Linked DNA regions of Sus scrofa: regions 1, 3, 4 and 5 are each linked to region 2. The links are chromatin contacts, called in public Hi-C and HiChIP or PLAC-seq maps. All regions are on one chromosome and are shown on one strand. The core of a region is the stretch at or near the end of the contact, and the rest is flanking DNA. Distances in the headings are between cores, read along the strand shown. Region 1 holds the start of EBPL (emopamil-binding protein-like). Region 2 holds the start of SPRYD7 (SPRY domain containing 7). Region 3 overlaps LOC106507157 (a long non-coding RNA gene). Region 4 has its middle 83 kb from the start of MIR15A. Region 5 holds the start of ARL11 (ADP-ribosylation factor-like protein 11).

What was found. A called contact is a pair of places that touch in the nucleus more often than the background predicts. HiChIP or PLAC-seq counts read pairs in DNA pulled down with a chosen protein or histone mark.
Region 1: a contact with region 2 is called in a Hi-C map of skeletal muscle, with 6 times the contacts expected there. The contact joins the promoter of EBPL here to the promoter of SPRYD7 in region 2. A contact is called at or near these places in 2 of 47 Hi-C or Micro-C datasets (heart right ventricle and skeletal muscle) and 1 of 2 datasets of contacts at active chromatin or transcription factors (alveolar macrophages).
Region 3: an H3K27ac HiChIP or PLAC-seq map of alveolar macrophages shows a contact between it and region 2. The contact joins the enhancer-like site here to the promoter of SPRYD7 in region 2. A contact is called at or near these places in 8 of 47 Hi-C or Micro-C datasets (embryonic fibroblasts, fetal liver, fibroblasts and 3 more) and 2 of 2 datasets of contacts at active chromatin or transcription factors (alveolar macrophages and skeletal muscle).
Region 4: a contact with region 2 is called in an H3K27ac HiChIP or PLAC-seq map of alveolar macrophages. The contact joins the enhancer-like site here to the promoter of SPRYD7 in region 2. A contact is called at or near these places in 6 of 47 Hi-C or Micro-C datasets (embryonic fibroblasts, fetal liver, fibroblasts and 2 more) and 2 of 2 datasets of contacts at active chromatin or transcription factors (alveolar macrophages and skeletal muscle).
Region 5: an H3K27ac HiChIP or PLAC-seq map of alveolar macrophages shows a contact between it and region 2. The contact joins the promoter of ARL11 here to the promoter of SPRYD7 in region 2. A contact is called at or near these places in 2 of 2 datasets of contacts at active chromatin or transcription factors (alveolar macrophages and skeletal muscle).

The regions. Positions count from the first base shown.
Region 1 is chr11:18,035,962-18,041,767 of Sscrofa11.1, forward strand. EBPL (emopamil-binding protein-like) reads left to right here and starts at 4,036. Exons shown (of 5, transcript XR_002336545.1): 1 at 4,036-4,291.
Region 2 is chr11:17,847,405-17,852,571 of Sscrofa11.1, forward strand. It overlaps SPRYD7 (SPRY domain containing 7), which reads left to right and starts at 1,607. Exons shown (of 5, transcript NM_001243529.1): 1 at 1,607-1,740. The coding sequence starts at 1,635. It overlaps TRIM13 (E3 ubiquitin-protein ligase TRIM13), which reads right to left and starts at 2,601. Exons shown (of 4, transcript XR_002336667.1): 1 at 2,005-2,601.
Region 3 is chr11:17,688,926-17,694,506 of Sscrofa11.1, forward strand. It overlaps LOC106507157 (a long non-coding RNA gene), which reads right to left. Exons shown (of 6, transcript XR_002336669.1): 6 at 4,501-5,581. Among named protein-coding and RNA genes, the nearest start is that of MIR15A, 66 kb to the right of the region's middle. Within about 2 kb of position 2,301, at least 81 of the 83 cell types and tissues checked have an H3K27ac peak or open chromatin away from gene starts, as enhancers often do. A contact at or near this core is called in alveolar macrophages, embryonic fibroblasts, fetal liver and 2 more, where this site is marked.
Region 4 is chr11:17,671,437-17,676,971 of Sscrofa11.1, forward strand. No RefSeq gene overlaps it. Among named protein-coding and RNA genes, the nearest start is that of MIR15A, 83 kb to the right of the region's middle. Within about 2 kb of position 1,740, at least 3 of the 83 cell types and tissues checked have an H3K27ac peak or open chromatin away from gene starts, as enhancers often do. A contact at or near this core is called in alveolar macrophages, where this site is marked.
Region 5 is chr11:18,097,052-18,102,625 of Sscrofa11.1, forward strand. ARL11 (ADP-ribosylation factor-like protein 11) reads right to left here and starts at 3,374. Exons shown (of 2, transcript XM_005668400.3): 1 at 2,610-3,374; 2 at 672-1,867. The coding sequence starts at 1,808. The coding sequence ends at 1,260. All of the region lies in intron 3 of EBPL (emopamil-binding protein-like), which reads left to right.

The sequences.
Region 1 (5,806 bases), core at 2,786-5,285, 190 kb after region 2:
AAGTACTTTGAAGCATTATGAGATTGGAGTCAGAAGGAAACTTACAAATTTTTTTTTTTTAAATGATGAAAAGCAGGGGAGTTACGGGAGTTCCTATGGTGGCTCAGGGATAATGAATCTGACTAGTATCCATGAGGACACAGGTTCGATCCCTGGCTTCACTCAGTGGGTTAAGGATCTGGTGTTGCCATGAGCTGTGGTGTAGGTCACAGACACAGGTCAGGGTCTGGGGTTGCTGTGGCTGTGGTTTAGGCCGGCAGCTACAGCTCCGATTCAGCCCCTAGCTGGGAACCTCCATATGCCTCGGGTGCAGCCCTAAAAAGACAAAAGAAAAAAAGAAAGAAAAAGCAGGAGTTAATTGGGCAGATTCACTGGAAAAGCTTTTCTGGTAGAGGAAACGGCACGTATGAAGTAGGAAGCAGCACAGGAGTTCAGAGGAGTGAAAGAAAGTACAGTTCGGGTTGAAAAGGGAGGAGAACCGCTGAGGGGCAGCAAGGGGCTGAAGAGAGACAGGTGCCAGACCCCACACCTGTAAGTCATATAAAGGGATTTTGGTATTCTAAGAGCAATGGTGAATCATTAAGCACGAGTGATGATAGGAGAATTGTGTTTAATAACAACCACTGGGTGGTAAAGCAAGGACAGGAAATGAACTTAGGGTTTAGTGGTGCGTACACGTCAAAACAGTGTGAAGTACTGGGTAAGAGACGGTGAACATCGTGGTTCATGAAGTGGGTGGGATCAAGAGGGCCTAAAACTGACCCAGCTGGCAATGCCTTCGATGTGGAGTTTGGGGAGAGAGAAGTAGCAGTGATTTCTGTGTCTCTGGGCTGCTGTAACTGATGAATGAAGTAACATAAGATGGGGAACACAGACTCAGACATGGAGGATGATGAGTTGAGTTTGGGTTGGGTTGTGTGGAGACATCCAAATGACTGTCCAGTGGGGCAGGTGGGAATACTGGTCTGGAACTCAGAGGAGAGGGCCGGGCTGGAGATTTGAATCCTCCGCCTGTCTTGTGGTTACTAAAGCTAAGCGTGAGGGTGAGACTGCCTGGGTCCAGCACTGAGCGTAAGAACAGGGCTTAGAACCAGGTGTTGTGGAGTTCCAGCATTCGGTGGGCATGTAGAGAGGAGGAGCTTGCAAAGGAAACAGAAGATATGGCTAGAGAGGTGGAGAGAAACCCTGTGTGCCTTCGCAGAAAATGGAGGGAAGGAGTTCCTGTCGTGGCTCAGCGGAAATGAACCTGACCAGCATCCATGAAGACGAAGATTCAATCCCTGGCCTTGCTCAGTGGGTTAAGGATCCCACGTTGCCGTGGCTTGGGGTAGGCCAGTAGCTACAGCTCCAATTAGACCCCTTGCTTGGAACCTCCATGTGCCACGGGTGTAGCCCTAAAAAGACAAAAGACCAAAAAAAGAAAGAAAAAGAAAAGGAGTTCCCGTTGTGGCACAGCGGAAATGAATTCGACTAGGAACCACGAGGTTGCAGGTTTAGTCTCTGGTCTTGTTCAGTGGGTTAAGGATCTGGCGTTGCCGTGAGCTGTGGTGTAGGTTGCAAAGTTCAGCTCAGATCTGGCGTTGCTGTGGCTCTGGTGTAGGCCGGCAGCTGTAGCTCCGGCTCAACCCCTAGCCTGGGAACCTCCATGTGCCACGGGTGCGGCCCTAAAAAAAAAAAAAAAAAAAAAAAGATAAAAAAGAAAGAAGGAAAGGAAGGGAGAAGAGATTTTAGTGTCCAGTGATGCTATTGAGGAGTCAGGTAAAGTAAGGTAGTGATGCAGGGGTCACCTTTAGTGAGAGCTGTATCATTGTGGTAGTGAGGGTGGAAACAGTAGGAAGGGCTGAGGAGCAGGTGCAGAATATGAAGCCAGTGAATGGAATCAGGTTCTTAAGTTTCGGTTTTACTCTGAAGGGGAACAAGGCAGGGTAATCACTTAAGAGTGGTGTGGTGAAACTGATGGAGGAAAACCAGTTGAGAAAGATATTGAATATACAAGAGAAGAGTGATCATTAATTACCTAAGTTACAGGAGAGAATCCAACGCACAGGAGACAGGATTGGCTATAACCACTCCTTCAGCTGGCATTTATTTAATTGAGCAACTCGTATATGCCAAACTCTGTAACAGGTGCCAGGGATACAACAGTAACTAAGCCAGACGCAACCCCTGGCCTTGTGGAGCTTATATTCTAGTGGCAAGAGACTGGCAATACATGTATAAATAAATTTCATACGGTGTTAACAGCTACATTTAAAATGATATAGGGAGTAAATAGGGGAGGAAGTTTTTGAACTTGTTCTCAGTGCCAGAAGTCACTTTCCTTTTTTCACTTTTAAAATATTTTTTGAGGTCAAATATTGGTTTTTTTTCATATTTTAATTTTTATTGAAATACAGTTGATTTACAATGTGCAGGTTTCAAGGTGTACAGCAGTGATTCAGTTATATGTATAAATATATACTTTTTTTTTACATTCTTCTATTTTAGGTTATTACAAGATATTGAGTATAGTTGTTGGAAGTTATATAAGAATCTACATATAAGTGATATATATTTGTCTTAAGTCATTTTTAATTGTGCAAAGTACACATCTTGAATATTTCTAAATGTACAGTTCACTAGCTTTAAGTGTATTCACATTATTGTGGAACTATGTTCCAGAACTTTTTCATCTTGAAAATTTGAAACTCTCTAACCATACCAACAACTTGCCTTTTCTCCCTTCCCTAAGCTTCTGGCAACCACCATTCTGTCTCTAGGAATATAACTTTTTTAATGACCTCATATAAAAGGAATCATTCAGCATTTGTCTTTTTGTAACCTGTTTATTTCATGCAGCATAATGTCCTCAAGTTTCATCCATGGTGTAGCATCTCAGGATTCCCTCCCATTTTATAGCTGAATAATACTCCATTGTGTGTGTATACCATATTTTAAAACAATAATTTTTTCAGCATAAGTACCCTAGTGATACATTAGAATAGTCTTCTAAATTAAGTCTTTTTTTATCTGAAATTTTTCTTGGTTTTCTATATTTTATCTGGCTACTCAGAGGTGACAACACAAGCTTGATCAATAAGGGTTACAGTCTTTTTAAAACTCTGATTCCTTTCTCCATTGCTAAGTCTCCCTGTGGAAGGGAGGGGGGGAGAAGGTTAAAGGCAAATGAACAAGATGCTAGCAAATTAGAAAAGGTTAATATGGTGATCTTGATAAAGTGACACTGCCTTCAAGGAGAGCTAGTATGTCGTCCCTAGGTACCCACCAGGCGATGGTTCCAGAAGTCCCCAAATATACCCAAATCTGGAGGCTCAAATCCCACAGTTGGCCCTCCCTATCCGCGGCTGCAAAACCCGCAAATACAGAGGGCTGACTGGGGTTGGTTGTTAAGACCTCAGTGTGTGCGGGTCAAAAGCCTTAGGAACAACGCCCAGTCATGGGCACTAGTCTTGGCCGTCACTGAGAGCCCTTAAACAAGTTACTTGATCTGAGCCTATTTTCACATTTATAAAATAGGAAAGCACATACTGACCTCCTAGGGTTGGCATGAAGCTAGATGATATAATGCAGGTGGAAGTATCTAGCACCAAGCCCATGTGGCCTATTGCTCCTCTCCCCCAAACATTTGCTGCTTTTCTGGCTTTTTAAAAAATAGGATCAGAGTAAGCCATGAGGGCTTTAAACAGACTAGGGGTGGCTCAGAACGCCACTGGCCCGTACTAATTGCAAAATTTTCAAGGGGCTAATTAGAACCTTTGTCCCTAAAATTCTCCCCCCTCTATTAGCAAAATTTCCAACATCTGGACTTCACTTTCTGGCTTAAGGTTTTGAGCCTTGTTAAGAATCAAACTGCATCAAAAGATGCGTGCCGACCACCGGTCTTTTGGACGTGGTCTGGGAGCTGCTTGGGTCCTGGCAGTTCAGCGAGATGGTGAGCAAGATCCTGACTTAAAATCTTGGGGCTCGGCACGCTCGCTGGGAGGCAGGGCGGGAGAGGAAGCCTCCCTCCACCTCGCCGGGGCCGAGCAGCCCCGCCCCGCGCCGCGCCGCGCCTCCCCGCCTCCCCAATCCAGGCTCTCCCTGCTCGAGATGCCCGCAGTCGGCGCCCGGAGCAGGAAGCATGTGCGCGGGCTGGGAGCTGGGCTCTGCGGCGGGCGGCTCGCTGCTGCTGACCGCCGCGCTGCTGGCGGTGAGCTGCGCGCTGGGTCTGCGCTTGGGCCGCGGGCGGGGGGCGGCGGACCGCGGAGCGCTCGCCTGGCTGTGCTTCGACGCCCTGGTGCACTTCGCTCTGGTAAGTTTCGTCACCGTGGCCCGGAACGCGCGGTCGGACGCCGGCTCACTTCCTTCCCTGTGCTCAGGGAGTTTCCTGAAAAGAACCGGGACGACTTGGCCGCCCCGTTCCCTGTGGCGAGACCCGGGACGCACCTGGAGGCCGCGGTGCCCGGGGCCTTCGGCGAGATGCTGCTTCTCTCCAAGGTCCCGAGTCCGTAAAAAGAGCCGAGCTTCCCTAGTGCCACTTCCAATAGCAAGTTAAAAAAACCCAAAACCCTGAGAATTGTTACTCCTGCACGGTGTTACGATAGTCGGATTGTAAGCTAGCGAAGGCCTTGGCTTACTTGATACGTGCGGGTTTGAACGCGCCAGAGGGAGCAGGGAAAAAGACGTGAGAGGAGTTCCGGGCCTGTAACAAAACCGAACCCCTGCGCCCTAATAGTAATGGCCATTTATGGGGTGACGACTGTATGCACTGTATGCAGGCATAATACTGTGTTTAAAATTTCTGCTCTACAAACACCCCACAATACTTTTTATTGTCCTCCTTTTGCAGAGGAGAAAACAGGCCCGGCATAGTTGGATGACTTTACAGTGCCCCACAGCTGACGTGATTCAGAATCTGTTGTAGTCCGGCTCCAAAGCCTTGCAACCTGATTTCATGCCACGCTTTAGGAAACATATCCCTAAAACTCTAACCCACCTAATAAATGGCCAGGAGGGTTGTATTTAAGTGATTCTGTTGAAATACCTTTATTGCAAATTTGACCTTCCGTAGTAGGCAAACCTGTAGCTAATGTGAAGCCAGAGTCTATGCAGTCAGTCCTCCTTATCTGCAGATGCATCCAACTAAGGATCGAAAATACCGGGAAATGGAAGCTCCCTTGTGGCACACAGGTTGAGGGTCTGGCATTGTCACTGAAGCGCCTGGGTCTCTCCTGTGGCTTGGTGTGATCCCTGGCCAGGTAAATGGTGCAAGCGGGGAACTTCCACTTTACTGCAGGCTCCGCCAAAAGAAAGAAAATACCAGGAGGAAAAAAAAAAAATTCGACAAACTCACTACCCCTGAGCTGGCAACTCACAACATAGCATTTACATTGTATTTACAACTCTTTACATTGTATTAGGTATTAAAATAAGCTAGAGATGATTGAAAATATAGGGGAGAATGTCAGGTTCTATACAAATAATGTCATTTTTACATAAGGGACTTTAGCAATTGCAGATGTGGGTGTCCCTGGCTGGGGGTGGGGGCATTCCTGGAGGCCATCCTGGCGGGATACTGAGAGAGAACGGGAGTATTAAGGAAGAGAAAGCAAAGCTTTGGATCATCGTTGAGGTCGGTGGATGTTTATCAGTTGGATATTGCCCATACCAGCTGTTGCTGGAATGATGAAATTCCTTCTTTCCTAATAGTCACCTTGGGGAGGTAATAGACAGTAAATATTTCCCCGAACGCCTTTACTTACAGAATTGATGTTTAAGCTGTCTTTGAACAGTAAGTGGCCAATAAAACAGGTTGCTAGGTCCACGT
Region 2 (5,167 bases), core at 357-2,856:
TTTCCTAGTCATTTGAGGCTACACAAATTATTTAATCCCTTCAAGCCCATCTCTTCACTTACACAGGGACAATATTTACTCTCAAACTTTTCAAGAATTCGGTGAGTGTGTGTAAGAAAGAGTGCCTACCTCACAGATATGCAGAAAATTTTTGTCTCTGCAACATTCAACTCCCCACTCCTTCCCAAAGGGAAAAACTAGGACACTAACACTTCTCCAAATGGTCAAGTTTTTCAGCAAAAGAAAATTTCATGTGTAAAATGATCACCAGGAAAGTACTTTATAGGCAGTGAGGGCTTCAGCAATCACCTCTGGTATTAATCCTATGATAAATAAACCTCAAAGTACAAATCTTTGAGATTTTCATAAGTATTGTAATGAAAACACCGTTTGTATAAACATCCAAGAAACTCAGGACCTTGAAAAAAAATTCTCCCATTCTGAAGGGAAAAATTCACCATAAAAGATATTTGTCACTAAGAAGTTATGTCGAAGAACCCATTACATACTGAGGGGGCATTTTGCGTCAGGTCTCCCAGGGCTTGAATCCTGGGGAAGTCTTCAGATGGAACCTTATTTGACAACAGAGGTTTAAGCCAGATTAATTCTAGAGGTCGTCCCAGACTTTCTCCAGGCGACAAGTGGTATCTGAAGATGGAAAATGGATCAGGATGCGGATGATCTAAGTAGTGCACCAGATGACTGGTGCTCCCAAACGGGAGGCTCCTACATGGAAACAGGAAACAACAGGCTGTAGGAACTCAGTCCTTCCCCTGAACCGCTGACTCAGGGGTTCCCATTACACTCATTAGAACCCATTATCCATGCCGCTGAATTTGGAAGAGACAGGTCAAGAATCGCCCTCCAGCCCTGCCCCAGGGAGTCCCCTCCCGGGGTGGCCTCCAGTACGCCCCTCAACGGGAAACTCGTCTCTGCACCTAAAATGCAGCAGGGGAGTCGACTCAAGAGCCCTGGATGCATAGCCACTGTGCAATTACTAACAGCCATTACTCCTGGGCCCTGTGCGTCTGTTCATGATTTGAGAAAATTCTCCAGAAACCAGCCACGGCGGGGGGCGGTGAGAGGGGGCCAGAGGCTCTTCGCGAAGGCGAAGTTCTCTCAGTCCTGGGCGTGGAGGGAGGACATCTTCGGGCTGTTTTAAATCAGCTCCCACTCCCCCAGGCAAATTTGCCACTGCCAACTAATGCCTAAAATAATGTCGAAGTGGGGGGCAGTTTTTAAACTACAGCATCCAAGGACACCTGAGCTAAATGAGAACGCAAGTCAGCTCGAGCCCGGGTCAGTACAGAAATACCTACATAAGCGGGGCGGCACAAAAGGGAAAAACCTTTCCGCGCAGGCGCACGCGGTTCACCGCCCGGCCGCCACGCCCTCTGCCCCGCCCCGCCCCCAGCCCCGCCCGCCGGCCGATCCTCGGTATCTTCCGCCCAGGCAGGCTTCGCCTCAGACTGCGCTGCACCCTCCCCGCCAGGGGCGTCGCTGTACCAGCCTCTGCGCCCCACAGACTCCCTCCGGCGCTCGGGCGGGGGCAGGAGGCGGAGCGGAGGGGTAGGGGCGGGAGTCGCCGCGGTCTAGGGGCGGTGGGTCGCGGTGTCGTCGGCGGTCCCTGAGACATGGCCTCCTCGGTGTTCTGCTGCCTGCGGTGCTGCAGAGATGGCGGGACGGGCCACATCCCTCTGAAAGAGATGCCGGCCGTGCAGCTGGACACGCAACACATGGGTAAGGGCCCTCCCTTCCCGTGACCCAACGGCCCACCCCGAGTCGGGCGGTGCGGGTCGGGGTCAGTCGGGGGTCGCGAGCACCACGCGCGGCCGGGCCCCGCCGGGCCCCGCCCCCTGCCCTCGCCCTGCGACGCTGCCCTCGGCCGGGTCTGGCGGATCTCCTCCAGACACAGGCCGCCTCCACTTCGGCCCGGTTCTGTGTTCAAGGCTACGCAGTGTTGTCTGCCCTCGCCTAGTGGAGATGGTGTGTGGGTGGACCTACCCGTTCTCACCGGAATCTCCTCCGAGCTGTCGCATCCTGAGACTCGGCACAAGTTCCCAGGCGTGGGGAGCGATAGTACTGTGGTGCCCCTCCTACGGTGTCCCACGGGCGAGCTCCAGTCAAATCCAATACATTTTCAGAATGCTTTAGCTGATTTCGGCTCCTTCTGCCCAGGCAGCTTTCTCTTAGCCCATCATTTATCGGTTGTTTTATTGAAAATTATTTTCCTCTCACCTACTAATGTCAAAACAGGGCAAGTTGCAGAAGCTTCAAGTCACAGCTCATGTCAGACCGTGTCACTTCAACTAAAACCTCCCATTGTCTGACTCCTCCTTAGTCACGCTTAGCGGTGTTGTAATTTCATCTGACTGGTCTGTTGCCAACAATTCAGGCTGTTGCAAAAATAAAACAGCACTTTGCTTCTTCTCATGTATGTTTTTCCTTCCAATTTCGCATGAACATATAGCTTCTCTCACATTCTTCCTCTCCCCTCTGTAGCCTCTTTCACAACCTTATTATTGTTTCTGTTCTTAGACTGTCCCATGTAGTTTCATGTTTCTGGAGTATGGTTCTAGAAGGAGAGATTCCCACTAAGTATTTCAGAGTACTATCTTTTTGTGGATTATTCTCTTCTAAATATATATATATGCACTTTCAGTTTTTCCCACATTTCTCTTTGGCTAAAGGACAGTACATTAAAGTAAGAAAGGGATTTCTTAATATTTATAGCAAAACCCTCTCCTGCCTAGATTCTTTATAATTCTAGAGACACTCTTCCCATTATATTTCTATAGCATGAACTAAACCACAAATGTAATTATATACTGCTTTTTATTGGGGTATTTAATTTAATTTTTTTTTTTTTTTTTTGTCTTTTTGTAGGGCCGCACCTGAAGCATATGGAGGTTCCCAGGCTAGGGGTCTAATCAGAGCTGTAGCTGCTGGCCTATGCCTCAGCCACAGCAATGCAGGTTCTGAGCCCCATTTGTGACCTATACCACAGCTCACCGCCATGTGGGATCCTTAACCCACTGAGCAAGGCCAGGGATCAAACCTGAAACCTCATGGTTCCTAGTCAGATTCGTTTCCACTGCCCCACGATGGAAACTCCAGGGGTGTTTAATTTTAATCCTTATGTCTCCTAAATTTAATGCAGCAGCGTAATACATAAATACATGTAAATGTATGTGTATATCTCTTTAAATTATTACTTATTCATCATCGTTTATAGACAGATGTTCAAATCCTATAATTTCCCTGAGAAAATGTTTCCATTCCATTTATTCATTCGCTCAACTGATATTTATTGGATGACTCTCAGATGGCAGGCATTGTTTTAGATGCTGGCAACACGCATAGTTCCTGGAGCTTATGATCAGCTTTAGTTCTTTTCTGTCTCTACTGCCAAAATCCTGAATTACTACAATCTACTCTGTAAAGTATTCCTTTTCTCTGGTCTCTTCTACAAAGAGCTGGTCACTTGTGCTTGTTCCACTATGTTCTCCTTTTCCAAAGCTGCATAGCGTCTTTCAGTAATGTCATTTCCCAGTTTTCTACCTGCGTGGAAACTTTTTCTTATCCTGTCTTCTGGTGAATTCAAATTCTTCAATCACAGAAGCAACCTGATTTTAGAAAATAATAGGAGAGGCTTATCAAGCTAGGAATAGTTTAAAGCATGCATTGATCTTAAGTTGATATATGAGGAGCACACTTAGTGAATATGCATGTGCTTGGATATGTGAAACTTTATTTAGATAACTTAAGGAGTGTAGTTGCCTTTAGATTTAAGAAAATAGTCTGGGAGTTCCCATCGTGGCGCAGTGGTTAACGAATCCGACTAGGAACCATGAGGTTGCGGGTTCGGTCCCTGCCCTTGCTCGGTGGGTTAACGATCCAGCGTTGCCGTGAGCTGTGGTGTAGGTTGCAGACGCGGCTCGGATCCCGCGTTGCTGTGGCTCTGGCGTAGGCCGGTGGCTACAGCTCCGATTCGACCCCTAGCCTGGGAACCTCCATATGCCGCAGGAGCGGCCCAAGAAATAGCAACAACAACAACAACCAAGAGACAAAAGACAAAAAAAAAAAGAAAGAAAGAAAGAAAGAAAATGTCTGTTTTCCAAGTTCATATCCAAACATAGCTTGTCTCTTTCAAAGTTATCACTTACTTTGGTGATGCTGCATCACTTAAAACCATTTGGAATTCCTCTTGAGATTTTCTGGGCACTAGTTTTTGTAAATACCTTCTTTTTCACCATAACCTCAATGTTTAATTGTGAATTGACTTTTTAGAAATGAATATCTTCCAAGGTAGCTGCTTTGAAAGGGATGCCATTAATTTGGGAATGTCTAATGTTTCTTAAAAAATACACTTTGGCTATGTTTATGTATGTCCTGGCTATACTCAAATTCGCCTTGACTTTCTTTTTTTTCCTTTTTTGCTATTTCTTGGTCCGCTCCCACGGCATATGGAGGTTCCCAGGCTAGGGGTTGAATCGGAGCTGTAGCCACCGGCCTATGCCAGAGCCACAGCAACGCTGGACCCGAGCCACGTCTGCAGTCTACACCACAGCTCATGGCTACACTGGATCGTTAACCGACTGAGCAAGGGCAGGGACCAAACCCGCAACCTCGTGGTTCCTAGTCGGATTCATTAACCACTGCGCCATGACGGGAACTCCCGCCTTGACTTTCTAAGCAACACTGACAATTAATAAACCTACACGAAAATCCTAGATCCAAATAAAGGCTATCTTTGTACTTAAAAAAGAGGAATGAAGTAAACTTAAAATAATTCCTTAATGCTTCACAAGCATTCAGAATGTTTTCTGAATATATCCATCTTTCTATATGAAACATCTCAGTACTTAGCAGAATGCCTTGGAGAGAAGAAATATTATTGTAGGAAGAGAATAAAACCATATTCAGAGTTGATTCTGTGGTTCCAACTCAGAGTTACGTTATGAGAACCATAGAGCATTGCTAGGTAAGAAGAAAATACCATTTATCTGCATAATTCTGTGAAATGCCTTTCACATAGGATGCTTTCAACTCAAGATTTTTGAAACAATGAGGGAAAGTTACTGGTTCATGTAAACTTAAAACCTATGAAGACAGCAGTAGCTTCAGGAAAGACTCAGTGTGTCAAGCACTGGGCTTCTTTTCATCT
Region 3 (5,581 bases), core at 1,051-3,550, 160 kb before region 2:
CGGCCTGCACTTGAGCTGGGTGCGAAGGAACAGTCTCTCCAAACTCCTTAGAAAATAATATAACCCTTCCAGACTGTTTACCATACTGTCCAGCTGCCCGGAAAGGTCCGACGCGTTTCCTGCACTCGTCCCAACTCAGCCCTGGCTTTCCTCCACCCGTGCTCTGAAGAGCTAAATTATTTTATTCCGATTCTGGAAAGTTAATCTGTGATCTAAATAAATCACTTAGGGAAACGACCGGAAGCTGCGAAGGTAAATTACGCTCAAGCCAGTTACTTGCACTGGGTTTTTTTCTTTTTCTGATAAGGCCTTCTTCTCTTATTTATCTCCTTCCTTGTATACACCAGGCTCAGGAAAAGAGGGTTTAGGCCGGCAAGGGAGCTCAGTTTCATTTCGGGACATATGGCGGGGCCTAGCATTTCGTCATCAGATTTTTAAAGGAAAGTTCAAATGTTTTTGTCACAGATCAAACTTCCAGTAACTCCCTAAAAACTGTATTACCCCCACTGAGGTTCAGGTCTGCAAACTCTTTGGTCCGCAGATGTCCGGGAAGCCGTAAGTGAGCTCGCACTAAGCCCGGCTGCACCTGCGGAGGAGGGAGAGCGTCTACGCGCGTCTCGGAACTGCCGCACTGTACTTCCCGCGCTCCGCCGGCTAGCCGGCGAGCTGCCGCCAGCCACCCCCGCGTCCCTCGATCCCCCGCCCTCAGCCAATCGTGCGGGGGCCGGGAAGGATGGGCATCCCAACGTCTGAGGAAGCGGCCGCTCGAGTGACTAGTCGGGCCCCTGGCTCCCAGGAGAGGCCCGGACGCGCGCACACTCCGGCACCAGGGCGCTGGCGCTCCAGAGGCGGGGAGGAGGGTAGAGGGCGGAAGCGCGGAAGGCTTGCAAGCACACCCAAGAGCTGCAGACCCCGGGGCCCCATTGGGTGACTAGGGCGCGGGTGCCCACGTTGTGCGCGACGCCTGGGCCACGACCGGAGCCCACGAGCTGGGTGCCCAGCCGAGTGAGGCAGCCGCCGCCGCCGCCGCCGCCGCCACGGAGCCTGGCGGGCGGCGCGGAGCCCCGGGGAGCTGGTTTTCCCGGGCGGGCACGTGATGGGGTTGGCAGCGCTCTGGCCGGGACTGGGAGGGGGAAGCGGCGAGCTGGAGGCCGGGGGCGGGCGGGCGGCTGGCGCGCTGTGTACTTAGGTCGTGTGCTGGGGCTTTTCTCTCCCAGGAGCCGGCGGGGGAGGGGAGGAGGAGGGGCCACCGCTCCGCCTTCTCCTTTTCGCAATGTTGACGCAATCTATAAATAGTGGAACAAAAGGACCAACTTCCTCGGAGCTTTGCTGAAACTGCACAAAAAAATCGAGCTGGGGGGTTCCCTGGTCCCTGATGATGGGGCGGGGAGCGCGGCGCCGGGGGAGGGGGCGGGCGCGGCAGCGCGGGCCCCGCCGAGGGGGGACACCTGGCTGAGCCACAGCCGCTGCCGCCGCGCCGCTCCGCGGGAACCAGGGCTCCGTTCCCTGCGCGGGCTCGAGAGCTCGCCCCGACCTGGGGGTCTTCCTTCTCTGCCGTTGACAGGTCAGTCTGCACCGCCCCTTTCAACACTGGGTTTTCTTTTCCCTCCCCCAAGCCTCTACTTTTAGCAGGGAACCGAGGGGGAAAATAGAACGAGGCGCAGCAGTGACAGCCATCCAATCGGGAACCCCAGCAGTGCACGGCGGGGTGGCCGAGGGGGTTCAAGGAGGCATTCTGTGCTTGGCCCCTCGTCGTACAGCCAGCGGCCGCGCGGCGGCCCGAGACGAAGCCAAGCAGGACTTGCGTGCGCCGCCCAGGAGGCAGGGATAGTGGAGGCGGGAGCGCCGCGGAGGCGCGGGCCGCTGGGTAGGGGGGTCGACGGCTGGCTCCCGGTTGCGGATCCCGCCGGGGGGGGGTCAACCCCCAGCGGAGACGTGCCAAGACCAGGAGGCTGCTGAGCGCAACTCGCCCCCTCTGAGCTTGGACCTTGCGTCTCCGCCTCGTCCTGCGCCTGCTATGGGAGGGTTCAGCGGAGAAGCGCTGCCGCCGCACGCCACCGCGCACCCTGGCTCCGGCGTCCACGCATCCAGCGCGCTGGGAATTGGGGATAGGTGAGGACCGAAGGCACGCTCTCTTCCAGGAGCCCGGACCTAAGCCGGAGCGCCAGCCGCGCCGCCGTGGCGGTTACACTGGGCGCGGGGGAGGGGGCGGAGCTGGCGCTGTTGACAGCCGTGCTGGAGCGGGGAGGGCGAAAGTTGGAGAGAAGGGACTGGGGGAGGGAGCGCGCGCGCGGGATTCGGCGGGGAGTCGGGAGGGGGGGTAGCGTCACGTGACAGGCAGACGCCCCCGCTACAGGCCGACAGTAGAGGTGACGTCACCATCCCCTGACTGCAGGGGGTGGCACTTCCGTTCCCTCCCCCATATCTGCTCCCCCAGCCCCCAAACCGGCGGCTGCTGCCATTTCAAACGTGTGGGAGTGGGCGGAGGGGGAGACAGGGGTTTTCCTCAAGGCCTTAGCCCCTAACTGCTTCCCCAGCTGCCCAGAGTCCCGAGCCTATAACCTGAGCAGAACCCAAGGCCGCCCTCTCTGGACGCGCCTCTTTGTGTGAGCGGGCAGCCCTGGGCGGAGGCTGGTACCGGCCCCCTGCGGCTCCCAGCTCCGGAGGGGGCGGGGACAGTCCAGGAGCGGTCAAGGCCAAGTCCCGCTGTCGGAGAACGCCATCCGAGGTCCGACGTCTACGCCTGGCTGGGAAGAGGCGGCCTTGCCCACGTTCTTTGGGTGCTGGGTGGTTGGGGACCTGCTTATCGGCATGGGCCTAGAGTCTAACCTCATGGGTTCTGTAGGATTCTGTCACCATTCTGGAAGACGCGATCCCAGCAGTCGTTATAAGCTATTTGGGGAAACTCCGGGTTTTGGTGACTCAGCGCGGTAAGCGCTATTTATAAGTTGATGTGTTAGCTGCAGGGAAATACTCTTCGTTGTGATCTGTCTACCCAGGGAGGGCAAAGAGCTCGGTTTTGAGGCAACAATTAAGTGACTTTTTGAAAAAGGAAAGGGTTGACTTAAAGAAAGCGTGTGCTGTAGGCAGACTTAGAACACGGTTTATCTCAAAATTGAAACATTTTCCTGGATAGATGGAGAATTTCAAGGACGCCTGATGGTAGACAGTCTTTTTAAGTGGAGAACCAAGGAGAAATAATTCAGGTAAATGACAGAGCAGTCCTAGTAGATCCCAGAATATCATAACTATGTTGTTTATTAATTGCCGGAGTTGTTAAATACATAACACCATGTGGTGGCTGGGCATAAAGGAAAACTGGATGATGTTGAAAATTCGTATAGGATATTCTGTAGCAGGAAGGTGTGTGTTGTCTTTATCATCAAAATTCTGCTGGCGATTATAAATAACATGTTTACCTCCCAAGAAAGTACTATAAAAATGTGTACCACAGCCTGGGGTTCTTCTGTGTATAAGTGCTGTACAAACAATTATCAGTCACTGCTTAACAGGTTTTACTTTACGATTTATTTTCTTTTTTCCTACCCGCCCCCCGCCCCACTCCCACCCTAGTTTGGAAATCCAGGGGGTAGATGCTAAGAGAAAAAGCAAATGCTAGACTGGCTTCAGGGAGGCAAGAGTTCACATCCAGTTTGCTTATCCTGAATAGCTTTCTGTAGGTGCCATGACCTGAGGTGCTTCGTAAAGAAGGCAGATTCCTAGATGGGCAAAAGTTAGGTCAGCTAAGAAAAAAGGAAAGGGCTGAGCAAGCAAAGCAACCTGTAGTGAAGAACTGCTGTGAGGTAAATTTAAGTGGGATGTGAGGAGGATGAAGAGAAGGGAGAGAAAGGAGGCTGGACTGATGGCCAGTCCACATAGGGCTTCGAAGTCCATGCTGGGGAGCTTACATTTTAGCCTGAGACCTACACGGTTTTAGCCTTTAGGGGGACACATATCCGTTTGAGAACCTAGGGAAAGCAATCTAGTCTTTTTTCCAGAAAAAAAAAAAAATGCACCTACAGACCTCTACTACAATTTTGCATACCATTTCAAGCATTTACTCTGAGAAAGAGACTTTTGGTCCTCAGGATTAAAACCTATGGGAAAGGGAAACCTATGAAAGTTGTTTTGTTTTTTTTTTTTAAGGGAATGCATGGTCAGGTATGAAAAGATTATAGGTCTTTGAAAATATTATACCAGTTGGGGTCCTGGAGGCTGTAAGATGGAATGTAAAATAGCCTGTTATCTAAGAATTGATTAGGACCACTTCTGTGTACCTAGTAGCAGTGGGGATAGAAGAAAATGGATTCAAGAAAGGTAATTTAAAAGAGTCAGTGGAATGGGAAAGTGACCGGCTGTGGGGGGGCGGGGGAGGGACCAAGGCGAGGGATCCACCCCTATTCTGGTCTGGGGTGTAGACTGGGAGGAGAAGTGAGTCTCTAGTTCAGGAGGAGGAACTAACTCTGTTTGCTTCCTCGAAAAGAAATGAAAACCTGTGGCTGGTTTGGTCTCTTTATGAGACTATGTAATCTTTCAGTGAAAAAGAAAGCACCTTTCCAAAGACTGTAATTCAGAAGGGGGATGAGGGCAGGAGAGGATTAAATCTTGCTTTCTTCTCTCTTTTCTAAAAACTAGGGATGCCTAAGGAAGAAGAAAAGGAGAGATGGAGAGAATCAGGCTTTCTTTTCCCCCTGCTCAGTCACTAAGCCTTCGAGAAAAAGAACTTTGGCTAGAAAGGGTCCACATGATGGTGTTTTTTGTTCCCGATGGCACTTCAAAACTGCACTTAATCATCCACAATTAGTACTAGGAGGTGCTAAGATTTCAGTCTAGCTAGGGAAACAAGGAGTAGTGGAGGGAAAGGGTTCCTAGTTAACAGCTAACCAGAGCTAGAAATTTAATTGAAGCCAGGACTGATGTACATAACAAACCACCCGAAGAACTTAGTGGTTTAAAATAATAACAGTGTTACTGGTTCATGAAAATGCGCACTGGGTAGGGCTCTGCAGGGACAGCTTGTTTCTAGTCCCCTGGGAGTCAACTAGGGCTGCTCATTGGCTGGAGGCTTGCATCATCTGAAGACCTGTTCACTTACCTAACAATCTGTACTGATGGGTGGCTGGGACTTTAGCTGGGGCTTTCAGCCAGAACACATGCCTCTCCTTGTAGCCTGGGCTTCCTTACAACAGAGCTCTGGGTTCCAAGGGTCCCAAGACTCCCAAGCCTGAGAGCCAGGTAAAGCTGTTATCACGTAGGACCTAATCTTAGAAGTCTGGAACAGCCTATCCATCACATTCTGTTCTTTAGAGGCATATCACTAGTGCCATACAGATTCTAGACAGAGGAGTTAGATTCTGTCTTTTAATGGAAAGAGTGTCACAGAATTTGCAATGTGTTTAAAATCACCACACATGTTAACTTAAGATAAATAGATTATAAACAGTATGTTGTACATGAAAAAATGCTTAAACCTAAAAAAATCTTCTTTTTGATATTAGAATGGAATATAAAACCCCACACATTTTACTGTTCCAGCAAAGCTAATCATGAGCCAGTCTAGGTGGGCGGTCTCATAATCTTC
Region 4 (5,535 bases), core at 490-2,989, 180 kb before region 2:
ATTTATCTTATACTGTATATGTCCTTATTTGGGTTTACCATATTTTTAATTTATCTTCTTCAAATTTGTCTTTGAATTACTGAGTTTCAATATCTTATTTCCCACTTGTATGACTTGATCTCTAGAAAATTCACAGTAGTTCTTGTCTTAATTCTATCACACAAGTGTTGCTATTTAGTAATTTTGCTGTCATTTTATATAAAAATTCTTTAATTTCCAGTGTATAATTTAAGTTGTATATTAATTTTGTCTTTACTTTTTAAATTTAATATTTTTCAGTTTTTAAAGTTTATTTTCATTATTATGTTTAAACAAATACACACAAATAAGCTAGAATTTGTCAATTATTCATCAAGTGTATACTTTTTGTTTTTATTTTTGTTCTGCTTGATCTATGGCATCAGCCTTTAAAATCAGAATAAAAACACCTTTAGTAATTTTGGGCATTTTTTCCAACTGATGTCTATATTACTTATAAGAAATTATTTTATTATTATTAATTACATTTTTAATCTATATTTTAAAAATAGTCAAATGATACACTACTGCTAGGACTTGGTGCAACACATCCTCATACTTACAGGGGCTTTGGCCTATCCTGTCCTCACACAGACTCCTCTCCCAGCTGGGATCTGTGCATGTACTCACTGACAGGCACAGGCGACCAGAGTGTGGCTGTGTATTCATTCACATCAGGTGACATGACGTTTCAGAAAATGGGCACCGGGGTGGCCCCTCTCCTTCCATTTTTACTTCACCTAAATATAACATTGATAATTCCATCTGAGCCAGAAAGAGATACTGAGGAGAAAAAACCCAGGTAATGCAGTACAAATAGACACCTTTCCACAGTCAAGTGTCCTAGTCTCATTTCACAATACTCCTAAATTTGAGATGGAGAAAGCAACATCCAGAATATTCCTTAATTTATTTAAGCAAGCGAAGAGTAAACCAATGAGGAAAAAGAAGTGACCCACAAATCACAATTAACTACTGTTTAACCTTTTAAAAATAAACTAGTCAGTTAACAGAGCTAGAATTTTTAAAAATATGTTCGGCAAACTACTTTTATGAGATGAGGGTAAATGAACAGTATTCCAACTGGCAGCAGGATATTAAAATAGACAACTGCCAGGTAATACCACAAAATTTGTATCTCTTAAGCCCAATCCCCACACTTCCATGTCCAGTGCTACATAAACAACTGTTGTTTATAAACCACTAAATTTCACAGTAGAAACTGTGAGGTCCTAAAACGCCTGCTAAATAAATCAACAATATTAAATTCTATTTAGCAGAGTCCTACTAATCAACAGATCTCGTTTTTTTTCTCATATTTTAACTGATTGTACACTGGCAAGCCACATAGGGTGATACAGTCCGATTAGTCAAAAATAGCCCAATCCTGAACATTTAAAACCACACTGGCTTCATGTACTACAAACATGACAAGTAAAAGAGAAAAAGAGACCAAACCACACTGACAGTCCAGGAAGCTATAAATGCTGCTCTGTCTCATCATCTGATATTACACACTGAAATATTTAAATACGTCCCCATTTTTACATTCGTCTAGATCTCACATCCCTAAAAAGACATAAACTATATTCCAAGTGCAGAAATCAAACTGGTTTCTCTCATCCCAGTTTCCTGAGTATTCTGACCATTCCTCCCCCCTCTCCGCCTCCCTCCACCACTCATACGTTTCCACTACTGAGACACTGCAGGGTGAGGGAGAGAAAAGAGAAAGAAAGAAGTCTTATGACTTCTGAAATTGGAAAGAGGAATTAAGTTCTGAAAAGGAAAAAGAGAATGGCAGTTTTGCTTAATTCAAGTATTGAGTAAAATATTGTTGCTTAATTATTTGTAAAAGATACACTGGATCTTTGAGGCCATTGATTTCTTTCTATAATTTATAAGAAGTGAAACTATAATGTAATGAAACTTAACCACACAAAAATCACTGCCCCTCACACCTGACAACATCCCATCCCCCAGCCCCTCAAAACACAGCTCTCATGATGGGGCCCTGCCCTGTATCCCTGAATATCAAGCAAATGAAATGCTGAAATGAGGAGCCTAACACAGCTGAACAGGGAAAAACACAAAGTGGAAATTCATCGCCCTTGGAAAAATAAGTAAAGTATATGTTAAGGAAATGGGTAATTCGGGGAACTAGAGTATTTAAATAAATTCCCAGCTGTTTGTGCTGCTGTCTGAACGTTTTAAAAAGGAAACAGCTTTTCATTACTTCATGAATTCTCCCTCGTTCTGAAGATGATTTCAAAGCCCCTAGCATTCAAAAGAGAAAGCCTGTTCTCAGAGTTGTCAAGTTCCTGCTGAGTCGTGGGCACCAAGAGTGTTCCAGCAACCTACCGACAAAGCTCAGGCCTGCAAACATGTTGGATTTTGACCTCCCAACCCCCGAGTCTATGTTTATATAATTCACGATTAAGGTGGATTTATGAAGCTTGGATAAAACCACATTTCATGTTTCTCCAATCAACATTTCAAAACAAGTAAAACGACAGTCATTTGAACATTAACGCATGGATAGGAGAGCCACAAACCCCCACACCTTCCCCTGGACATCACACGCCTTCACTAGGAAGCTTTAACTACCTCTGGCAGTGCCAATGGATGTGGTTAAAAATCAAGCAGAAAACGTCCAAATATGCACACTCAGCTACATGATTTTCACCGTATAAGACTCAAAAAAGTTTTTCAAACAATTTTCATCCAATTTAGCTTGCCTTTCTCGCTTGTAAATTGCAATACTGCCAAGTTACAAGTTAAAGATTCTGCCAATTTTTCAGTTTTCTGAGCAAAGAAAAAGTCAGTGTACTTCCCTAAACGGGTAATGCGTGTGTGTGCATGTGCCTGCGTGCGTGTGCATTTTGAATTAACACTTGGATATAGCAGTATACCACAACAACACATGGAAATCTTGTTCAAAATTTCCAAAATGCACACACACACACCTTTGTGTCCAGATCATTTTTTAAAAAGTCAGACCCAGATTGAACTGAGAGGGCCTGGGAAAGATATAGTTGTAAGCTGTAAATGCGAATATCCACTGCTATTATTGATGCAATTTTTGCAGAACAATTTACTACTCTTCTAGACCTTATTCTAATGTGACTCATGTCACACATGTGGTCAAGTGACTAGTTTCAGTCTCCACACAAACAAATTTAACTTCTAGAAAAGTCCCTAAAGCAAATTTACAGCCAAAGACAGACTCAGTTCAGAAGTAGTGGTGGTCTTGGTGGCAGAGGTTCTTCTTGGGGAATGCCTCATTTAGGCCCAAGGATAAGGTTCTGAAGTCAAGAAGAAAACACTCAGAATGCCCTGCAGGCATAGGCAGCAGCCACGGAGCCAACTAACCAGCCTTCCTCGGACTATGCTGCTTTTTAAGAAAAAACAAAATACTGAGCTAAATTTTTTATCATAAATATCTGGAAAATATCTACACTATATCCAGGGCTTTAATGCCCTCCCTTCCTTCCCAAGCTAGGAAAGGGGTGTGCTCACGGTCAAATAACCCTACTGATCATAAACAGCCAGGTTGTCATCACAGTGTGAGGAGCATTAGCATTTGCACGAGCCCAACCTCTCCCGAGGGTCAAAAGCCTTAAAAATATGCATTTCGTAAACATTGAGACACACACACACACACACAGATTAAAGGATTAATGTCACACGCTTCAAAAGAGTGAAAAAAAAAGAAAATAACCCAAATGTTCAACAATAAGAAATTAGTTTGACAAAATATGGTATAATCTTCCACAGATTATGAAGTAGAAATTTTTAAATGATGTTATAGAATAATACTTAATGACACAGGAAATATTCATGCATAATACTTCTTGAAAAAATCAAATTTAAAACACATTAGGATGTGATTTTAATTTGGGGAAAAAAAAAGATCACTGTATAAAGACATGACTGGCCTGAAAGATAGCAGTAAGAGCATTATCTCTGGGCAATGACAGGAAAAGTAAATTTTATTTCTTTCTTTGTGCTTTACCGTATTTTCCAAACTTTCAATAGTGAAAATATATTATCCTCATAATCAGGTAAAAAATAAAATTTATTTTTAAAATTAATTGTGTGTCATTCTTACAAAGAAATGGTTTTCTTTCTTCCTTTTTGTCCTATTCTACCACCTATGCCCTTCAAAACAGTCTGAATTTCACCAGTTTTTCTGACTTTACCTGGTATCTTTTCTGACTGTCAAGTGGAAAGAGTCCTAGAGGAAATCAGACTGTAAAAACCAAATGCTTCATAAATTCATGTTCAAAGAAGGCAAGTAGGAACATAAGTGGCCCAAAGAATTTGGTGATGAAAATGAGCCACTAAATGGATTATTTGCTTTAGTCTTACTGTATATATGCATATGTGTGTGTGTGTGTGTGTATGCAAGCTTTGCATTCATCAATTACATTTTGAATCAGAAATAATGTCATTTTACTTATTTGTTCATTCAGTCATTGTCTTAGTCCATTTGGGCTAATATAACAGAATGCCATAGTCTGGGTAACTTATAAATAATGGAAATTTATTTCTCACTGTTTGGGAGGCTGAGAAGCCCAAGACTCTGGTGCCAGCAGGGTCAGTGTCTTGTGTGGATCTGCTTCCTGGTTCACAGACAGAAGTCTCAGAAGTCTTTTCACTGTGGCCTCACCTGGGAGAAGGAGCAAGGGATCTCTCTGGGTCTCTCTCTCTCTCTCTTTTTTTTTTTTTTTTTTTTTTTTTTTTGCTTTTTAGGGCTACATGCACGGCATAAGGAAGCTCCCAGGCTAGAGGTCCAATCAGAGCTGTAGCTGCTGGCCGATGCCACAGCCACAGTGACGCCAGATCTGAGCCGTGTCTGCGACCTACACCACAGCTCATGGCAATGCCAGATCCTTAACCCACTGATCAAGGCCAGAAATCGAACTTGCATCCTCATGGATCCTAGTCAGGTTCGTTAACTGCTGTGCCATGGAGGGAACTTCCTAGGTCTCTTTTATAAGCACACTAATTCCGTTCAAGAGGGCTCCGCCTTCATAATCTATCATTTCCCAAGGACCACATCTCCAAAATACCATTATATTGGGGATTAGGTTTCAACATATGAATGTGGAGAGGGGACACAAATATTCAGTCCATACAAGTCATCAAATACTGTGCCTCTATTTTGTGACTACATGCTACCAGGCCTGGAACACAAGCCCCATTCTTAGCTCAAGTTCCTCACAGGTGGCTGAATTCATAGGAGCACTGGTGGTTTTCAGGGCCTCCACCTCTTTCTCACCCATTCTTTTCTTCAATCACAGCAATTCTTCTTTGTATGTTAGCCTTCCATTAACATTTCATTGGAATAAAAGAATCTTTGGCTTAAAAAAAAAAATGGAACTCCCTGCTCTACTCTTACTTAATCAACTAGACACTCTGGAGTTGAGTGGCATCCACTCACAATTTTAAAAGAACTCATGGGTAAAATTATTAACCAAAATGCTCCCCCCCAATATAATGTGCTATAATTTTATG
Region 5 (5,574 bases), core at 2,124-4,623, 250 kb after region 2:
TAGAGGAACCTCTCCAAGGTTGGAAGGGCGTCCAGGGCCAGTTTACATTGTGTCACCCCAGAGAGGGCAGAACCACCATCAGGAGCCATAAGGAGACTGATGTTAGCCCAACATTTAGAGCTGTTTCACATGAGAGCAGGTACCAAATGGAAGCTGCTCGCCATTAAAAAAATCTCAGATTATAGAAAGTATTCCTGGATTGGATGAGAGATAAAGCCAAATCAGTAATTCTTAACTTTTGGGAGTCACAGGTGCCTGTAAAAATCTGACAAAAGTTATGGATTGTCTTCCCTAGAAAAATGGCTCAACATAATATTCCTCAAATAATTCCAAGAGCTTCATGGATCCTAGGTAAAGATCACCTGAAAAGTCTTCTAGGATGCTACATTCAACTTTTTTTTCCCACTGTGAATAGTGAGAGGTTCATTGCTGTCATACATAACTTCAAAATTCACACCTCCTACTTCGAGGTCCAGCTCCATATCTAAAGCTCATTGCCCTTTGCCACAAATTCAATGATACACATATTTTTGATTAAGTGAATGAATAAATGAATGAAATCATGGATTAATCTGATTTTTAAGGAAACGTTATGTGCTACAAGAAGGAGGCAAGAGAAGGAAAAAAGAAAGCAATGAAGGCTTTTAGAAAAAGACTAGCACACGATAACAAAAAGTTGGAGAAGGGTTTAATTGGGGTCAGAGAAGAAGATCAGTTTTGCAAGGCCTGAACTCCCGGCCTCTGCCGGGGCTGAGCGCCCCAGCGAACCTCTAAACCCAAGATTCCGCAGAAGCCGACTCTATCCTGCCGGCCCTGGCCGCCTGCTCTCAGAGTGATGGTGGCGCATACCCGGGGGCTACCAGGGAAATCGCAAATAAGACCGTGACCTTGTCCAGGTGAGATGCTGACTTGATTTTGAAACCTCTGTCCCTCTGTGAATTTGTCTGAACTGTTCTGCAACCACAGGTTCTGTTACCAGAGTTCACAGTTGTTACTAAATGAACTATGTTGACGTACATGGTTTTCCTTAGAGTAACATTATGCAAAGAATACTTGATTTTCAGTATAAATACTGGTGACAATAAGGCCCAAGACGAAAATATTCTGTCCAAGCGCAGGAGGATTCCTTGTGTGAGAAACCGAATTTGAGATGCCCCGAGATTAGCGGGGCTTCCGGTCCCCACGGGCTTCCGGTCCCCACTGCTTCCGGTCCCCATGCTCTGCCCAGGTCAGGACTTCCGCTCCCTGCCCACCTGCACTCACCTGGCCATGCAGAGGCTGCAGGATTTCAGGAGGCTCCTTAGGCTCTCCAGGGCCTCGGGCAGCCCCGCGCCGGTGAGGGCGCTGCAGGCCCGCAGGTCCCAGGAGCGCCCCAGGAAGCCCTGCAGGCCCAGGCGGTCTCTGATCTCCGGCAGTGACAGGGCTTGGGGCACCTCCTGCTTGTTGGCCAGCACCAGGAGGGGGACACTGGCCACGCTGGGGTCGTCCAGGACCTCCCTGAGCTCAGCCACCGCCTCAGGCAAGCGGGCTTCGTCTGTGCTGTCCAGCACATACACGAGGATGTCTGTGCCCTCCAGGTGGTCCTTCCAGCTGGCCCTGAGCTGGCTTTGTCCCCCGACGTCCCAGAGAGTCAGAGACACATGTCCAGGCTCCTCCAAAGGCTCCACGTTGAAACCCACGGTGGGCAGCGTCTCCACCAGCTGGTAGCCCTTTAGTCTGTACAGGAGGGTGGTCTTGCCGGCCGAGTCCAGGCCCATCATCACCACCTGGGCTTCCGCCCTGTGACCTCGGGAGCTCACAGACCCCATGGCGGCCCCTGCCAGACCCTAGGGGAGAACGGCCGGGTGCACACATCAGCTATTCTTTTCTGTAGGAACACAAATTCATGCAGGCACATGGAGGAAGGGTTTCTATGGCCAAAGTAGGGAAGCATGTCAGGTTTCAAAGACAGGCCTGGGCTCTGAAAGGGCCAGGAAGTAGGGGTGGGTGAATCAGCTGACCCATCTCTCCCGGCTGCCTCCTACAGAGCGGAGCCCCCCGCCCCAAGACATGGAATGTAGGCTCACATTCCCTGTGGTTAAAGCAAGGAGGCACAACCAAATTCCAGCTAGACAAGCTTGGTTCAGTAGAAATGACTGAAAGATTCTTCCATTCCTGCTGGTCCGTGGCTTCTAGCCTCTCTTGTCCTCCTGGAAGCCTAAACCCTGAAGTGGAAGCTATCCTGGGGTCAGGACACAGAGGGAGGGGGACCGTCGGCTCATGGTAACTTCTGCTGCCTTTGGAACTCCCCATAGGACCAGGCTGCGTGTCCTGTAACAGTGGCTATTTATAAATACTGTTGACTGAGGACAGATGTACCAGTCAGGGCAAAGGGCTTTCCTCCAGTGTCTTACTGAGGTAAGTGACCTCTACAACATTACACATGAATTACAGGAATCCCAGATGCCAAGACTAAGACCTGATGCCAACTTAGTCTAGGGAAGCCTTGGCTGGAGCAGGTGAAGGAACATCTCACCCCCAGGAGTACATTTCTGTTGGCCCTGGAAGAAAATAAGACAGCCTCTGTTCGTTCCTCATGGCAGGCGTGGAAGAGTAAAAATTAAAATTACCTCAGTATTGGGAATTCCTGTTGTGGCTCAGCGGGTTAAGAACCCAGTCTCCATGAGGATGCAGGTTCAATCCCTGGCCTCGATCAGCGGGTTAAGGATCCAGCGTTGACGTGAGCTTCGGTGTAGGTCGCAGACGCAGCTCAGAGTTGCTGTGGCTGTGCTGTAGGCCGGCAGCTGCAGCTGTAGCTCCGATTGGACCCCTAGCCTGGGAACCTGCATGTGGTGTGACACAAGGTGTGGCCCTTAAAAAAAACAAACTACCCAATGTGATTAGACTGTGGCTGAAAGCTCCCCTGTGACCGTGTCCTCCCCTGCAGCTGCTTTCCACTGCTCAGTCAGGTCCCACGATTGAGAGGTGAGGGAAGTCTCGAGTGGCTGCTACTGGTTCTCCTTTTTCTGTTTCCCTTTCCCACGTGGTTGGGGGCAGGGCGAGCTCCGCAGGCCGTCTCTCTGCTCTGGCCCCTGGGAGAGAGCAGACCTGCTGGGGTCAGGCACAAAACGTCCTCAGTAACACCTGCTTCTTAGCAGCTCAGACTCTATGCTGCAGGGAGGGCCCCCCGTTCAGGACCACATCTGCGTTTGCTGTTTCTACTGCTCTTCCTCTCACCATCCTGTGATCCTCTTGGTGGAGGAATCTGAGAATCCCCCCTTTTCCCTCAGCTCAGTGTGTTTCTGGTGCCTGGAGATTCTTTTATTTGCTTGGAACCATGTGTGCTTACAAGCTGCCCAAATAGGATTAAAACCCTGTAGGAGTTCCCATCACGGCTCAGCGGTGACTAGCATCCGTGAGGTGGCAGATTCCATCCCTGGCCTCGCTCAGTGGGTTAAGGATCCAGCGTTGCTGTGAACTATGGTGTAGGTCGCAGACACGGCTCGGATCCTGCGTTGCTGTGGCTCTGGTGTAGGCCAGTGGCTACAGCTCCAATTGGACCCCTAGCCTGGGACCTCCATATGCGGCCCTAAAAAGACAAAAAGACAAAACCAAAAACAAACAAAAATAAAATACTCTTAAAAATTAGGTTTAATGTTGCAGGTAAACCAAAATGTGTGTGTGTGTATCACATATACACATACATATGTGTGTATATAAATATATATATGTTAAACCATAAAAATTAAAAGTTATGTTAATGAGGTGGAACTAAGGGTGATTAAGCTTATTGCTTAATTTTTTTTTTCTTGAACAATGTCATTTTGTTTTTCCCAGTAAAAAAAAAAAATGATACTTCCAAAAAATAGAATTTTCCAAAAAATTAACCACTCAGAAGCCTTTGCTTCTGTAGCAGATTCTGACTTGGCTCTGGAGCTCCAGTGACTTGGCGCTCATAGCTGGTAACAGTTCTGCTTTCTGGCACATTCTTTACTAAATCGTCAAGGACCAAGATGGGGGTTGGGATTCTCTCATTTTACTAATGAAGAAATGGCTCAGACGGGAGAGAGAATTTGTTCATGATCTTGCTGAGATTTATAATTCATCTCTCTTTCATTGTATCGTGTTGCTCACTGAGAAAGTGCTTTGCAAATGGCGAGCCCCTCATTGTAGCGGCTGTCGTTGTAAGGTGGCTATATTTTAACAGGAGGAAGCGATTGGGAAAAATTGGAAACACGGGCACCACTATGTCATGTTGTTGATGTCACTGTCCTTTTGGGTTTTGGGGGGAGCCTGTGGTTCTGGCTACAGTCGTTTTGGTGAGAAACTGAAGCATAATGGAAGGGATTTAGAGGTAGAATTATAGTCAAAGAAAAACCACAGCAGAACAATGGTTAAAGTGGTAAAAAAAGAAAAAAAAAAAAAAGGTTTTATTCAGGACTATTGCAGAATAGTCCTGCAATAGGGGAAGAGACCTTCGTGCAGAACTGGGCTCCATTCCGAAAAAAGCGTGGGCAAGTGGGGATTTATAGCCAAGGAGCTGGGGGTGGGGGCGGGTGTCAGTGGATATGGAAAATTACTAAGAAGAAGCATCAGGGGAGAGCAGGGTTCTGGCTAAACCGACCTAATGGGGTCTTCACTAAAGACAGGCCAAGGTGATCAGATTTCATCTGGGGGGCGGTGGAGAATTAGCGACCTGATCAGATATGGAGGGTGGAGATTCGGATTATTGCTAAAACCAGATTTTATAAGGACGTGCGCTGTCTTAAAGCAGCCCAGCACTGTCTGGAGGGCGCTTGTCTGTCTTGCCTGTGGTGCTGGGCGATCAGACGAACTTGGGACCCAGCTCTGTCTGGGCCTGGCTGATGAATCAGTGGGAATCTTGCCAGGATTTTGCAGGATTGGGACTGGCAGAGGATACCGGTGCAGCAGGCAAAGGATGACCTGTGCTTGGAGGCTGGGGAGCAAAGGGGTGCTACTCTGGCCCTGGTTCCCCTTGTGTGAGCCCAAGGGAGGGGAGAAGGGAGGTGGGCAGAGACGGAAGAAGCCGTAGACTTGAAGGCTTGGAGGCACCATACCAGGCTGCTTGGGTGCTGAGTGCCTGCAGGTGACATGAGGGGAGGCACACTTCCCAGACTCCTGCCCTGAGGATTCCAGTGAAGCCTGGGGCCACAGGGCCAGCATGCAGGCCACCTGGAGGCCCTTTGTAGTACTGACCTCAGACTCAGAGAGACATCTCCCTCTGGGGTCTGGACAGGCATTCACTAAAGTCCCGTGTAAGCTGGAGGAGTAGAGAGCCAGGGAAACAGCAGTTATATTGAATGGGGCTCTAGTCCTGCCCAAAGGCCATGTGGGTATGGAGGTGAGTTACCTCCATAAACTCCAGCCCTGTCCCTTTGGCTCAACAAGGAAGCAGGCTTTTCATCAGACACCCAGGTGGGAGGAGCTTTCAGACAGCTGTCCTGGGAGGCAATGAAGCACAGAAAGTAACAGTTTGGGCTTTGACTTGGGACCACCTGGGGGCACCCTTGACCTCTATTATTCTACCATTCATCTTTGAGGGGTCTTGTGGTGGGAGTCACCACTCCAGCCATG